Regions from separate parts of the Hordeum vulgare genome. Here region 2 is linked to region 1. Evidence: chromatin contacts called from public Hi-C data. All regions are on one chromosome and are shown on one strand. Each heading gives the region's core, a stretch centred on a gene start, on an enhancer-like site or on the middle of the called end of the contact. The rest is flanking DNA. Distances are from core to core; before and after follow the strand shown.

Evidence for each region. A called contact is a pair of places that touch in the nucleus more often than the background predicts.
Region 2: a contact with region 1 is called in a Hi-C map of leaf, with 3 times the contacts expected there. The contact joins two enhancer-like sites. A contact is called at or near these places in 3 of 6 Hi-C or Micro-C datasets (leaf and seedling) and 1 of 1 datasets of contacts at active chromatin or transcription factors (embryo).

Annotation. Positions count from the first base shown.
Region 1 is chr4H:475,453,653-475,460,118 of MorexV3_pseudomolecules_assembly, forward strand. No RefSeq gene overlaps it. Among protein-coding and RNA genes, the nearest start is that of LOC123449021, 240 kb to the left of the region's middle. Within about 2 kb of position 2,684, at least 3 of the 3 cell types and tissues checked have open chromatin away from gene starts, as enhancers often do. A contact at or near this core is called in leaf and seedling, where this site is marked.
Region 2 is chr4H:475,910,763-475,917,634 of MorexV3_pseudomolecules_assembly, forward strand. No RefSeq gene overlaps it. Among protein-coding and RNA genes, the nearest start is that of LOC123449022, 8.8 kb to the right of the region's middle. Within about 2 kb of position 3,444, at least 3 of the 3 cell types and tissues checked have open chromatin away from gene starts, as enhancers often do. A contact at or near this core is called in leaf and seedling, where this site is marked.

The DNA.
Region 1 (6,466 bases), core at 1,434-3,933:
TAGACGTTCATTCACATCCTAAGATCTTTGAAACCCCTAAGCTTTACCGAGCCATAACATGGTGGGATCATGACCATAGGCCTTGGTTCTAAGTCGAAAGAGTTTGGACAATACTCAACCTTGACTACCACCCATTTTTGTCGGGACCCCGATCCTAAGTCATAAGAACCCATCCTGTAACACAACACATGACTTTGCAGCCCCCACGGCTGCCACCTTACCTGGCTAGGACTGTTTACGTATTTTGGCTCACGTATGTGCATATGTCGCCAGAGTTCGAGCGACAGAGAACCCGGGTCGACATGACTAGTTATAAACCCAAGTGGCACATCCATACACAGCCATGCATACATAACCCAGCAAAGAAGGTGTCGGTCAACAACGTGTGTAGACGAGTCGTAGCAAGCTACAGGGACTCCATTACACCATGTAACATTTCCCCGAGGGGATAGACACGGTAGAAAATAAGGATACAAGTCGGTCAATCAATGTGTCCGGAGCAGTAGCAAGCTATCAAGGCTCGGTGGAAGCACAAAGAGGCATTTCCCCGTAAAGAGTACTACTAAAGGCACACAACTAGGTGTTGAATCCCACACATATCAATGCATTTCAAATATACATGCAATATGCACGATATGTGTAGATCCAACATGGCATCACAAGATAACTCTACAACATATCATTTATTTAGAAGGCTCCGAAGAGCTAACATCGTATAATGGTACAAACAGAGGGGGTCACATGACCCAACATTCAGAGCATACAAACATCAACGGGAAGTTACATGTCTGGGTACAGACATCTACTAAAAACAGCTGGAAGAGCCTGAAAAGCTACAATGACCCTACCAAAGGTGCCAGACCTCTATCTGGGATTCCCAAGCTATTCCGGTCAATGTCAAACTCATCACATAGAAACATGTAGTGAGATTAAGGTCTCCGCTGCAAAACATAAATTAAGCAACCGTGAGTACAAAGGTACTCAGCAAGACTTACATCAGAACTATCTACATATGCATCAGTATCAATGAAGGGGTTGTGGAGTTTAATTGCGGCAATCCAACTTTGACACTTGGCTAACCTCTACTATGACCACGAACACTTTCTTTGAGATGGGTAGCGCACACGAGTCCACATATTCACCAAATCAATACACCACTATGGATCCACTCTCGTCTCCCTACGAGAAGGCCATCCATAGCACTCACACTTATCTAGCATGTTTTAGAGTATCCATTTCAAGTTATCTATGTACCATGTAATCTTTCCAAGTAGTCCATATCCGATGACGCGGCTATTCAAATAGATTAATTCACCTAGGAAGTGTATACTTCTTCACACACGCTCTCACCACTTATCACCATATGCACGTCATGCATCTCGGCAACCTTCAAGCAGAAGCACTAGTTTGGGTGTCGGCCACGACCGTTAACCACAAAGACCCTAGTCAAGGTTTATCACCTATTTGAGACTGAACCCGCAAGGAAGTCTAGCCGAAGTTTCCTCTATAACCTCAAACGATGTGCGTAGGGTTCCACCAGCCCACCGCCCGGGTGCCACTTGGTACACCGTGCCACTGTGTATCTACCGCACTGAAGCCTACCCCGTCGGGTAGAGCTAAACACGGCCTCCAACACTTTTCCTACAAACACCAGAAACTAGTTGCAACTCCTGGACAGAGATCTAGGCGATTAATAAGCCGAGAGGGTCAATTAAGTATCCCAATGTGTGGTAGTATCTTGTCTTGGATAACATACACATAACTCAGTTCTTAAGGGCGGTCCCAATGAGACAACCTGCCATGTACTCTTACATGGCCTATCATCACTACCTTTACGAAATGGGATTCACACACTTTACTCTCACACATTAGGACATGAACACAGCCATTCCGGTTCATCACTCAGATGGATTAGACCCGACACGACTCTAAGCATAGCAGGCATAGCAGGAAGCATGGATGAGTAGCCACATGAAGGCTCAAGAAGTTGCTACTCATGCTAAGTGGTTTCAACTATTTACTGTGGCAAAACAGGTCATGCAGAGGAATGGATTCAACTACTCAGAACATGTAACACTTGAATCGTGATTGTGCTAATGCAATAAAAGAGAGCAGGAGCGAGAGAGTAGGATTGTATTGGAATGCTCAAGGGGGATTGCTTGCCTAACAGTTCCGAAGATAGTACTTCTCTTCATTAATGTCAACGATCACATCATTGGAACAATTGTCTACCGAGAAGGAACAACACCGACAAAAGAAGAAAAGAACACATCCAATGCAATGCACCGAACATGATGTATGATATGGCATGCTAAGGTACTGAAATCACCTAGCTTAATATTTGGTCATATTAACTGAAGTGGAATTCAATTAGACATTAATTCCAACTCCAAAATATTTATCAAATTGGTCCTAATCATGAAATGGCCTACTTGGTGATGTTAACTTGTTTAAACATGCATGAACATGGCATAAACAGATTCCTTGCATTTTTTCGATAATTTTTCATATATAATTTATTTTGATGTGAGTTATAGATTAATTTCTATGCATTTTAGAAGTTTAAGGTATTTTTTGGGATTCAATAAATCCACAAATGGATTACTGCGTCATCAGTAAGTCACGCTACATCGGCACGGGCGGTCCAGGTCAAACGTGACGTGTGGGATCCACACATCAGTGACACATAGGCAAACCAGGGATTAGTCCCCGGTTGACCCTGCTTTGACCAGCTGTAGGACCAAGTATAAGCCTCTGCGGGGGTTAATTAGCGGGGAAAATTAAACCATAATGAGGCGGCACGTCAGCCACCGCCGGTTAGCCGTCGGCGACAATGGAACATGACGGTATCCGGCCGGAGTGGTGCTGCAGGCAGCAGCTTGACGCACTGAGCGCACCAGGGAGAACCTCTCCCCCGCGTGCATCCACTAGACCCAACCATAGGTCGAGCGGTGGTCAAAGAAGCACCAGCGACGAGCTACGACGGCGTCGCAGCTTGGGCTCCGAAACAGGCGAGGATACAGGCACGGGGATGCCATATGAGGGGCTCAATGGCACCCTGGAATGACCAGGAGCATGCAGGGCGCACGGGTTGGAGACGAGCGGTTCGAGATCTTGGAGCTCACCGGGCATGGCGGACGACGGCTCGGAAGCTTGGCGTGGTTGTGGCTGCCGACTAAAATCGAGCATGGGGATTTGGGGAAAATCAAGAGGGGCTCACCTAGAGGGGGGTCAGATGGTCAGCGGGCTTGGGGAGGTCCTGCATGCGGTGAATCATCGACGAGGAGCTCCGGTGGCCGGCGATGAAGATGATGCAGGAGACGGCGGTGGAGAGCGTTTGAGCTCGATTCCTCTGGGTCAAGATGGGGAGGAGAACGACGGAGCTAGGGGACACAGTGGCTGGGCTAGAGGGGGCAGGTGGCCACGATGGTTGCGAGCGGCGGTGACTGTAGCGCCCGGGCATGGCGGGGAGAGGCGAAAAAACGAGAGAGAGAGGAATGAGAGGGTCGGCTCGATCCAAACGGCTGCGGGAGACCTATCTGGCCCGTCGCGCTGGCGAAGAGCAAGCAGGAGGTGGCTGGGAGCTCGGCGCTCTCTCCACGGCTTTCCTCTGCCTACTGGGACGCGGAAGAAGATGGTCTAGCCCGTGGTGGCCTCGGCCTCTTCTGCCACGTAAGCCCAGTGTTTCTTTCTCTTTTTTTCAGTTTTCTATTATTTTGTCATTTGTTTTGGGTTTTAAAAATAAACCAAACCATTTTATAAAATTCTGATAATTTGCAGATGAGTCCAATGGATTTAACCATGGCACAAAAAAAGTTTCAGAATTAATGGACTTATATTTTATATATAATAAATATAAATCCATGGAAAAATAATTGTTATATTAACTCAAAAGCCCAAAATCAAATGTTGTTGTGATTCCAAAAATATAGATTTGAATTTTACCTCATGCCAATATTTCATAAAACAAGAGGAACATTTTCTTGGATCTCTTTGGGACAATTTTTATATTCCATATTTAATAGAATTTTATTTTGAGGCTTCATCATTCCTCATTTCAATTTCAAAAGGATTTAAATGCATGCATGAATGCTCACTGTTGCCACTAACTACAAGCAATAATCTAGGGCCGTGACAATTTTGTCCATAAGGAATGTGGGCACGAAGAGCTAGATTATGAAGAAGCACAAACCCCGTGGACAAGTAACCACCTGGAAGCACAAACCCCGTGGACAAGTAACCCCGTGGAGAAGTTTAAGAGTAGTTGGCTAAAGATTGGTTCCCGAGATTGCTCTCAAGAGCAAGCTGACTTAAATACTGCGAGTCTAAAAGTCATTCTCGAGACTCACCCAAGGCCACACCATCTGCACCTTATGGTTAATGGATATACCTTCAAGCCCTTTTTAATTGGCCTATGACCGCTCCTCTCACATATCCCACGAACAATGTGATTGTGTGATACTTGGGGAAATATGTTGGTATCCTCACGGATCACATACTTATTTATCCAAGGAGAGTAAGGAAAAACCTAGTCCTACTTTAGACAAGCCCCCATAGGCACCGATTGCCAGGTTTCTCAAGTGCAGATTTTTACCCTTAAGAAGGACTCCTCGTAGTACTCGCCCTATAGTAGAAGACATTCTTAACCCAAACAAGATCAAGAACCACTACGGTTTGGGAGCCACAACGAAGAAGAAGAAGCAAGAGAAGTCAAACTCCACTCTCTCGCTAGTCACCTCAGTTAGACTATGTCAAGCAGCACCGACGTTCAAGCAAGATAACGCCCTTGGACATCAAGAGAAATTAAGGAGTTCCCTATTGTAAAGGTAACCATTTAGTTCCTGACTAGGAAGGGACTGAGAAGTTGTAAAGGTAACCACCCGGGTAATGTATTATGATCATGACTTCCCTACTCACTTTAGAACCTGGAACAGAGTGGGACAATTGTCATGACTTCACCACTAGCCTTTTTCCAGTCCGATTAAGGACATGACACAATTTAGGTCATACTAGACCTCCTGCTGAGGGTAGTCCTCTCCACTTGTCCAAGCCTCAAAACCTTGCACACTAGATGGCTATTCTACTCTTTTGAATAACCAGCCTACTTAAAAACCTCGTTGAGACATCCTCATAGGGAGGAACCCATTTTTGCTACCAAACCTCTAAGTTAAGTCTTATAGACGAGACTCAGCCCAAACCTTCCAAAAATGGCTACAAAAAGAGAAGTAAACCAAACACTCAAAGACACACTCGTGACGCACTTCCGTGACTATGAAGACAAATGACCAAGGATGACTGAAGAGTGTATCTTCAGAGCTTACTCAAGTGAAGCCCTCGGCGAGAAGCCTACGTTGACTGGCTTCAACACTCTCAAGGATGAAGACCACCTACGATTGAAGATCACCTACTTTAAGGAAGTCAATGACTTCCCCGTCCAGAGAAGGCTACACTAAGACTCTAATCCTTCTAGTCTAGATTGAGAAATCTAGATGTCACTAACCAAGGTGGGTAACCCCGGGACCAGCACACATACACACTACTTTGGCATGCATTCTGACTTTGCAATACATAGACAAGGCAAACCCTTACATGAACCTCATTCATCAAGCACTTCAAGGACCAGTGAAGTAACCACACGGAAGAAGAAGCAACATGGGAACGTCAAGACTACATCATATCCGAAATTCCATGTCTCTCCAACGCCTAGCCTAGGAATCTCGGGGACAAGATCCTTGTAAGGGGGGTGGGTCCGTCACATCCTGTGTTTTGCCTCTCATGACTATGTTAACATAGCTCAAAAATTTGGACCAATTAAAACTTTTTGTGTGCATGTGAATACTTGAGTCGATTTTTATTTGCTTTTCTAATTGGTTGTGTTTTAATTCACAAAAATCCTACCACAATCAAAACTCCTATCCTTGATCCAAATCTTTGACCAAATGATCATGACATGTGTATAGGACATAAAATTATTTAAAAAATATATTATTTTGACCAAAAAGTCATTTATTTGATTTAGGTTTTCAAAACCCCCTAAATTGAGGTTTGTACTACAAGTCCTCGAATTAGGGTAAATGTTTTGCACCAAAGATTTTATTTGAAACCTATTATCCAAAAGACTTCCCAAACCCCCAAAAAAATTAAAAGTTTTTTGTATTTTATTTAAATGCCTATTTATGAGTCCAGAAATGTTCTTTTATAGGGGGGGAATTATTTTAATGATTCCAAAATATTTGAGAAAATTTAGGGAAACTCACTAGACATATATGTTCCATATATGTGAGTTTCAACACATGGTCATGTTCAAAATATTGGGTAAAACCCTCCAAAAACCTTTTTGGAAAGTATTTGAAATATTTATATAAGAAATATTGTCCAATAAATCCATGAAAAGTCGAGCAGGTCACATATGCCATATGTGATGACCTTGCCAAGTTTCATATCAATCTAACTTATTTTGGTTCAC
Region 2 (6,872 bases), core at 2,194-4,693, 460 kb after region 1:
GATTCGTACCAACCCAACAGACACTTTCAGAGGTACCCGTAGTGCACCTTTATAGTCACCCAGTTACGTTGTGACGTTTGATACACCCAAAGCACTCCTACGGTATCCGGGAGTTGCACAATCTCACGGTCGAAGGAAAAGACACTTGACATTAGAAAAGCTTTAGCATACGAATAATACGATCTAGTGCTATGCTTAGGAATGGGTCTTGTCCATCACATCATTCTTCCAATGATGTGATCCCGTTATCAATGACATCTAATGTCCATGATCAGGAAACCATGATCATCTATTGATCAACGAGCTAGCCAACTAGAGGCTTGCTAGGGACACATTGTGATCTATTTATTCACACATGTATTATTGTTTCGTGTTAATACAATTATAGCATGAACAATAGACGATTATCATGAACAAGGAAATATGATAATAACCATTTTATTATTGCCCCTAGGGCATATTTCCAACAACTGTCAAGGTCAAGAACATGCTTAAAGATTTCCTTGATAATTACAAATCGTTTAGCGACTTGTTGCATGTGGTCAATCCCACAACTTCGGATAAGGTCAATTATGAAAAGGAAAATGCAAGTAGTGAAAGAGATAAATTGCCTCAAGGAACGAGTGGGGCAAATACCTTTGCCTCGGGTTCCTCCTCCCATGGTCTATGGAGGACCGGTTCACCTACTGCATATTATTAACCTCGGTCCTCCACCTAAGCTTGTTAAGAATGATTTTACTAAATGTATTTTTCGTATAAAGGCTCATTTGAATCACAACTCAACACAATTGTGGAGAATCATTGAGCAAGGTTACTACCCTCAAGATCCAAGAAACCTCACCCCAAGAGAAGAGATTGACAATCAGCTCAACCATCCATTCAGCCTTGTTCGTCCTTCAAGCAGTTGTTCCTATTGAAGATATTGCTCATTTACGTCCCTTCACTCGTGCCAAAGATTGCTGGGAGCACATCATTTCCATGTACAAGGGAAGTTCTAGTATTCAACGGTCAAACTATGAAGTCATACTTGATGAGACCGATGAATTTGTTATGATTGACGATGAAGATCCTCGTGAGCTATTACGGAGGGTGACGACTCTTGCTGCCCCTCTTCAAGATCATGGAAGCAAGGATGTGGATGACAATTGGATCAAGTGTAAGTTTCTCAAGGCTATTATGCCCTTCAACAAATCCATGTCCTCTGTCATCCGTCCAAGGCCAGATTTTCACTCCATGTCCTGAAGTGATGTGTTGGATGAGTTTATTGCCATGAACATATTGAACAAGACCGTTGATAATGCTCTAGCTAGTTTTCAACTGTCAAGAAAAGACTCCCAACCTTGCTTTGAAGGCCAAGGCTGTATTAGAGGGATATGAAGAAGAAGAAGAGGAATTGTGCCCCGAAGACACCAAGTATGCTTATCATGAGGATATGGCTCTTGCATCAAGACAGTTTTGGGGCAACAAGAGAAACTCAAAGCCAAATTTCTCCAAGAACGACTCAAGTGGGTTCAAGGGCAAGCAACATGTGAGGACGTGCTATAATTATGGCAATGTGAATCACTTTGTGGTGGATTGTCCATATGAGAAGTGTGAAGACAGTGGTGGCAAGCTCATCCGAAAGGACAAAGCCAAGTCATTCCCCAAAAAGAACAACTTCCCCAAGGAAGTGCCTCAAAAGGTGTTGGTGGATCAAGAAGAGTACCTCTTCGATGAGGATGAGGACGATGAAGTGATGGGGATGGCCACTGTGGCCATTGCCTCCTCTTCTCCAAGCAAGGTGTCCCTCTTCAACGCCCCCAACGAGAACCACATTGCCAAGTGCCTTATGGACAAGGCATCCAACAAGAACATCCAACATTAAAACTTTCAACCTCAATGCTACCATTTCCACTACCTCCATTAGTGGTGATGAAAAGGAAGAGGTGGAGGATCAGGAAAACTCCTTTGATAAATTTATGAGAAAAATCAAGGTTAAATCCAAGAAGTAGTTTCTTGCTCTCTTGGAACAACTAGGAGAGGCCAATGACCTCATTGAATCTCATGAAGGAATTATCTCTACATTACAAGGACATGGTCGTGACTATGCCGATGAGATTGCCGATCTTTCTATTACTCTTGAAGAAGAGCAAGGACTTCGTTTGACTCTTGAAGAGCAAGGACCCGACGGCTTCATCCAGCGGCGACGGAGGGGAAGACGGGGTGGAGGCGGACCGGGAGCGGGGTAGATCTCCGCCTGAGTCGCCCTAGCAGGAGGCGACCCAGGGGTCGAGCTCCCGTTGGTGTTTGTTATGCGGGCAGGCTACTCTACGGACAGTAATTAGTACCTAATACTCCCTTCATTCGGAAATACTTGTCCTAGAGATGAATGTATCTAGACTTATTTTAGTTATAGATACATCCATTATATTCATTTTTAAAAAAAATATTTCCGGACGGAGGGAGTACTAAATTAAATAGTCTCTCATCGTTGCTTTAGTGACCTAAACACTCTTATATTTCTTTACTTTAGTGATCTAAACGCTTTTATATTTCTTTACGGCGGAAGTATTTCTTAGTTAATGGAAATACCATGCAATCATAGGGTTGTTTCAATATACTTTTTGTTATTCTTCTCAATCAATTAAATTAAATGTGTCAAGCATTTTTTCCTCTTTTCCCTTATAAAAGAATAAACAGGACGTTGCTCGAAACAAAGCCGTTTTGTTCGGCAAAGCACAGTACATCATCAGAAAAACCCATCCTGAGATGGGGGGTGGGTTCAGAGAAACGGACCAAAGCCACCGCACTATAGAAACGCCACATGGAAGCAGCTGATATCACACGCAGCAGAGCAGACCGGCCTAACAGACTTACCGTCCAGCAGCCGAACTCATGTGAGGGGTGCCGTTTCTAGCGTAACAGCCCCCACCCCGTCGGTCCGGGCGCGTTAGCCCGGAAAACAGCAGCACGCGAGGCGTCGCGACCAAATCACGGTCAGCCTATTAAAACTGGCGCGCGAGAGCCACATGGGAGGGAACGTGACAGTGCCGTCTGGCCTCGCCACTAGCATAACAGATTGTTTCTCTCCTCAGATACTCCACCTCCCCGCTTAAATATAGTGGAGTACGTATTTTTGTATCATCATTCATCTTCCGAGGATAATGCCGAGTGTAATGCATAATAATAATCTGGGCGTACCAATCAACGAAGACAGACACCATCGACCTCACCTCACATATGAAATACTCTTACGTATCTATCACCTTCTCCATGTAGTACTACTACTCTACTTGTTGTGGCCTTTGCCGTGCTGGGCCCAGGCTGTGCAGAAGAGGAGGAACACTTTGACATGACAAATGATCCGATCCGATTCGATCAGATCAGATCTGAGGAAGAAGAGCTACTACTCTAATTGCGATCCATCTGGCCGGAGAGGGTGTCGTTGGGTTTAGTTTAAGTATACTCATCACGTAGCCTGTGGCCAATGGCGCAGGCAGGTGCTTGCTTTGCTGGCCTAGGTGTCGGTGTTGGATCGCCCACCTAATTTAAGTTGATCCTTACAAGCAACATCCAGCCTGTTTGGGGTTTCTTCTCTCCTCCATCTCCATCTCCATCTCATGCGTGCGTGCATGGATCCATTGGTGGCTTGGCTTGCATCCTTCCCCCTGCCTAGCTTGTCCCTTTTTCTAAGCCTCCATACACGCCATGTACACATGGAATTATTCCAGGTTTTCATCGCTCAATCCTCACACGGAACACACACACACGGTATACTTAGGATATACGGAACAGCTAGCTCGCTTAGCCAGACGATCCATGTTTGTTCTTCAAGTTGAAGGGATCTACCGCATGGCTGGACGGTAGATTTTTCCTAGTCTTAAAAGAAGAGTCACAACTAAGAACAACTCTATCAGACCCCGTATAAGCTACCACACGTTTATCGTAAACTGTAAAAACTCAAACTTTCAATTTTACATCAAATTTAAACAATCAAACATAGTTTACGTACAAATTAAACAATAATTTCGATCAAGATGTTAACAACGTCATGCAAAAGCAACCACCATCTTCACCGCCGTCTTGGTCTTTGTTTTTGCTCTTGACAAACGTAAAAGAACCTTATGCAAAAGCCACCATCCTCTTCGTGACCATCATCGTCAGCATCATCACTCTCCACTATCGCCACCCATTCCACCACCGGCACCGAAGCCATCATACCTTACGACCATTTCGTCGAACAAGTTGGCCAACAAGTGCACGAACTCAGCAGTCCCACTATGCAAACCGTCCCTACATTTACGATCAATAATTCACGAACAAAGGTAAATGGCAAACGAATACAAAAATTGCATACCTTGCGCCCATTTCGCCGAACACATTGGCCATGGCGATAGCATTGCCGTCCGCGGGTATCCTCAGGGTTGCTCTCGTCGGTGAAACCAAAGGAGGCGTTCGCGGGGTTGCTCTTGCGCCCGCCTTCTTGCGCTTCACAACCGAGACCTTACCTTTCCGGGCCGGCGCGGGCCTCCTTAGAATCACAGCAACGACGGCGGGCACACTGGACGATGACGCTGCCTTGCCGCTTGCAGGGTGGCGCGGACGAGGGTTGAATGACCACAGACGTGACATGGCCAGCGACGAGATCTGGCAGAGGGTTTGGCACATGGCTGACCTTGACGGTGAAGGACGAAGGCTTCCATGGCGGCGAGGGGTGTACGTGGATGGTGGTCTGGAGCGGCCGGAGCAGGATCAACGGAGGCGGACCGAAGTGGCCCACTTCAAATGGAAGCGGGAACTACTCCACGGAAATGTCCCTTCCGCCAAAAATCTCGGGCGACATGGTCGAGCTCGGGTCGCACTCCCAGTCCGTGAATCTAGAGGTTGAGGACAAACTTTTATCGCTCCTCGCAATTTTTTTTACAGTTCCACGACCAATACGAGGTCTGTTCGGGATAATTTTTTTTGACACGAAACTGTAAAATGACGGTTATTTTACGGGTTCATGACTTAGAGCATCTCTAGCAGACCCTGTATATAGTTGACCCGTAAATTTTTTTGCAGTTCGCGAAAAAACGATTTTGTGGGCCGGCGTGAGCGGCGGGCGAGCAGATCCCGCAAAACGGACACGTATACGGGTCCATTTTGCGGGGTCTGCTCGCCCGCCGCCCACACCGACAGAATATCCTTTTATACGATTCCGTTTTGCGTGGTCTGCTCGCCCGCCGCCCACGCCGGCCCACAAAATATGTTATTTCCATTACATTTTCAAGCATGAAAACATATTTAGTTGCTTCTTTATTTTCTTCAAAGGCATTGGATACATCATAGTTCATCAAATCTTTGCTAAAACAGCAAGACTAAAGAAAAAAGAGCCACAACTAGGCATTTTAGAAGATATCCAACTTTCATAACTCCTCCCACTAGTTGGATCAATATCTTCTCCATGCATTCATTGTTGATCTGGGGATTCTTCATCTTGCATTCTTCATTCTTCGGTTTTGATTCTAAAGAATTAGACGTTGCTTTTCCTCTAATTTCTTTTCTAATTGCACATGCAGCTGCATCGTTAGCCTCAGTTATACTAAGGAGTGCACGAACATCTATTAAGTTTCTTTCTATCAATAAATCGATGTATTCTTCTTCCCAGTACCAAAATGAGCATCCACCTTCCTACACAGATGAACACCTCAATAAGCTACCGAAATTTAACCAAATAAATGACAAAGCCAAAGAGGAAGAAGTGCATACCCCGTCGTTTTTGCATTTGAAGAATACCCATCCGAGGTGTTGCCGTGTGCTGGATGTGAGCCGCAACACTGTTTGTAGGCAATCGTCGCATTGTACGAGCGGCATCGGCAAGCCGGCGAGCCGCTGCTCGACCACCGAGCCCGGGCGACGGCCGGAAGAGTCCTTGACGGCGAACCGACGTCGGCGACTAGAGGATGAACCAGTGCCTGCATGCGGCACTGGCGCTTTGTCGGGGCTGTGCTGGATGCTCCCCAACCAATCCATGGCTTTGGCGCAACCGCCGATGGTCGGAAAAGCCAAATCCGATGGCCGTGAGAAAACAGCCGCCGATCTGCAAATTTCCGGCTAGCCGAGGCACGAGGGGCGTGGGGGAAGTCGATCTAGGGCCTCCGGCGGCCCGCCGGCATGATCCCGATGGCTGGTATGGCCGGAATCGAAGGCGGCGTCCTGCGGCGATGGGTGGCGGAAAAGCGCGGGCTGAAATGTCCCATCAACCAACCGCTCTAGATATATACACGGCATCGACGGGATGGAGGGGAGAACCTGCGTTTTCGGGGGTCGAGGTGCGCATTTTGCCGCGCCCCGCAAAAAAAATTACGAATCAGACGCGGTTGCGGGATCTGGTCTGACAACATTTTCCGCTCCGACCCGTATTTTAACGGTTATTTTATGGATTGGGCATTATACGGGGTGTGCTAGAGATGCTCTTACATGAGGAAATGTTAGAGGTTCTTTTAGGGTGAAAAACTTATTAACAACTCTCAAGTTTTCGTAGGTAGCGAGAAATAAGCTCAGATAACTTGTCATAATACTACTATCACTACTACTACGTACTCAAAAAGTACGGTATAAGATATGATGTATGTCAGGAAAAACTTTAGAACACTAACTATTTCTAGGAATTATGGCGAGTTAAGATCTAACAACCGGTCAGTAGTTAGTTGCTCATGTAGTACAATCAGCAATGCCAGCGGTAAACTTTTCGCACATGAGTGTTATGATTGAGGGCAATGGATAAGAATGTACAATAATCAAACCCTGTGGCGGCAGTACTTACGCAGGACAACAATAAATAAACTCTGCTGTCTGATCCCAAGCAGGATTCACTTTCACAAGTACAATAATTTTATGATCACAATAAC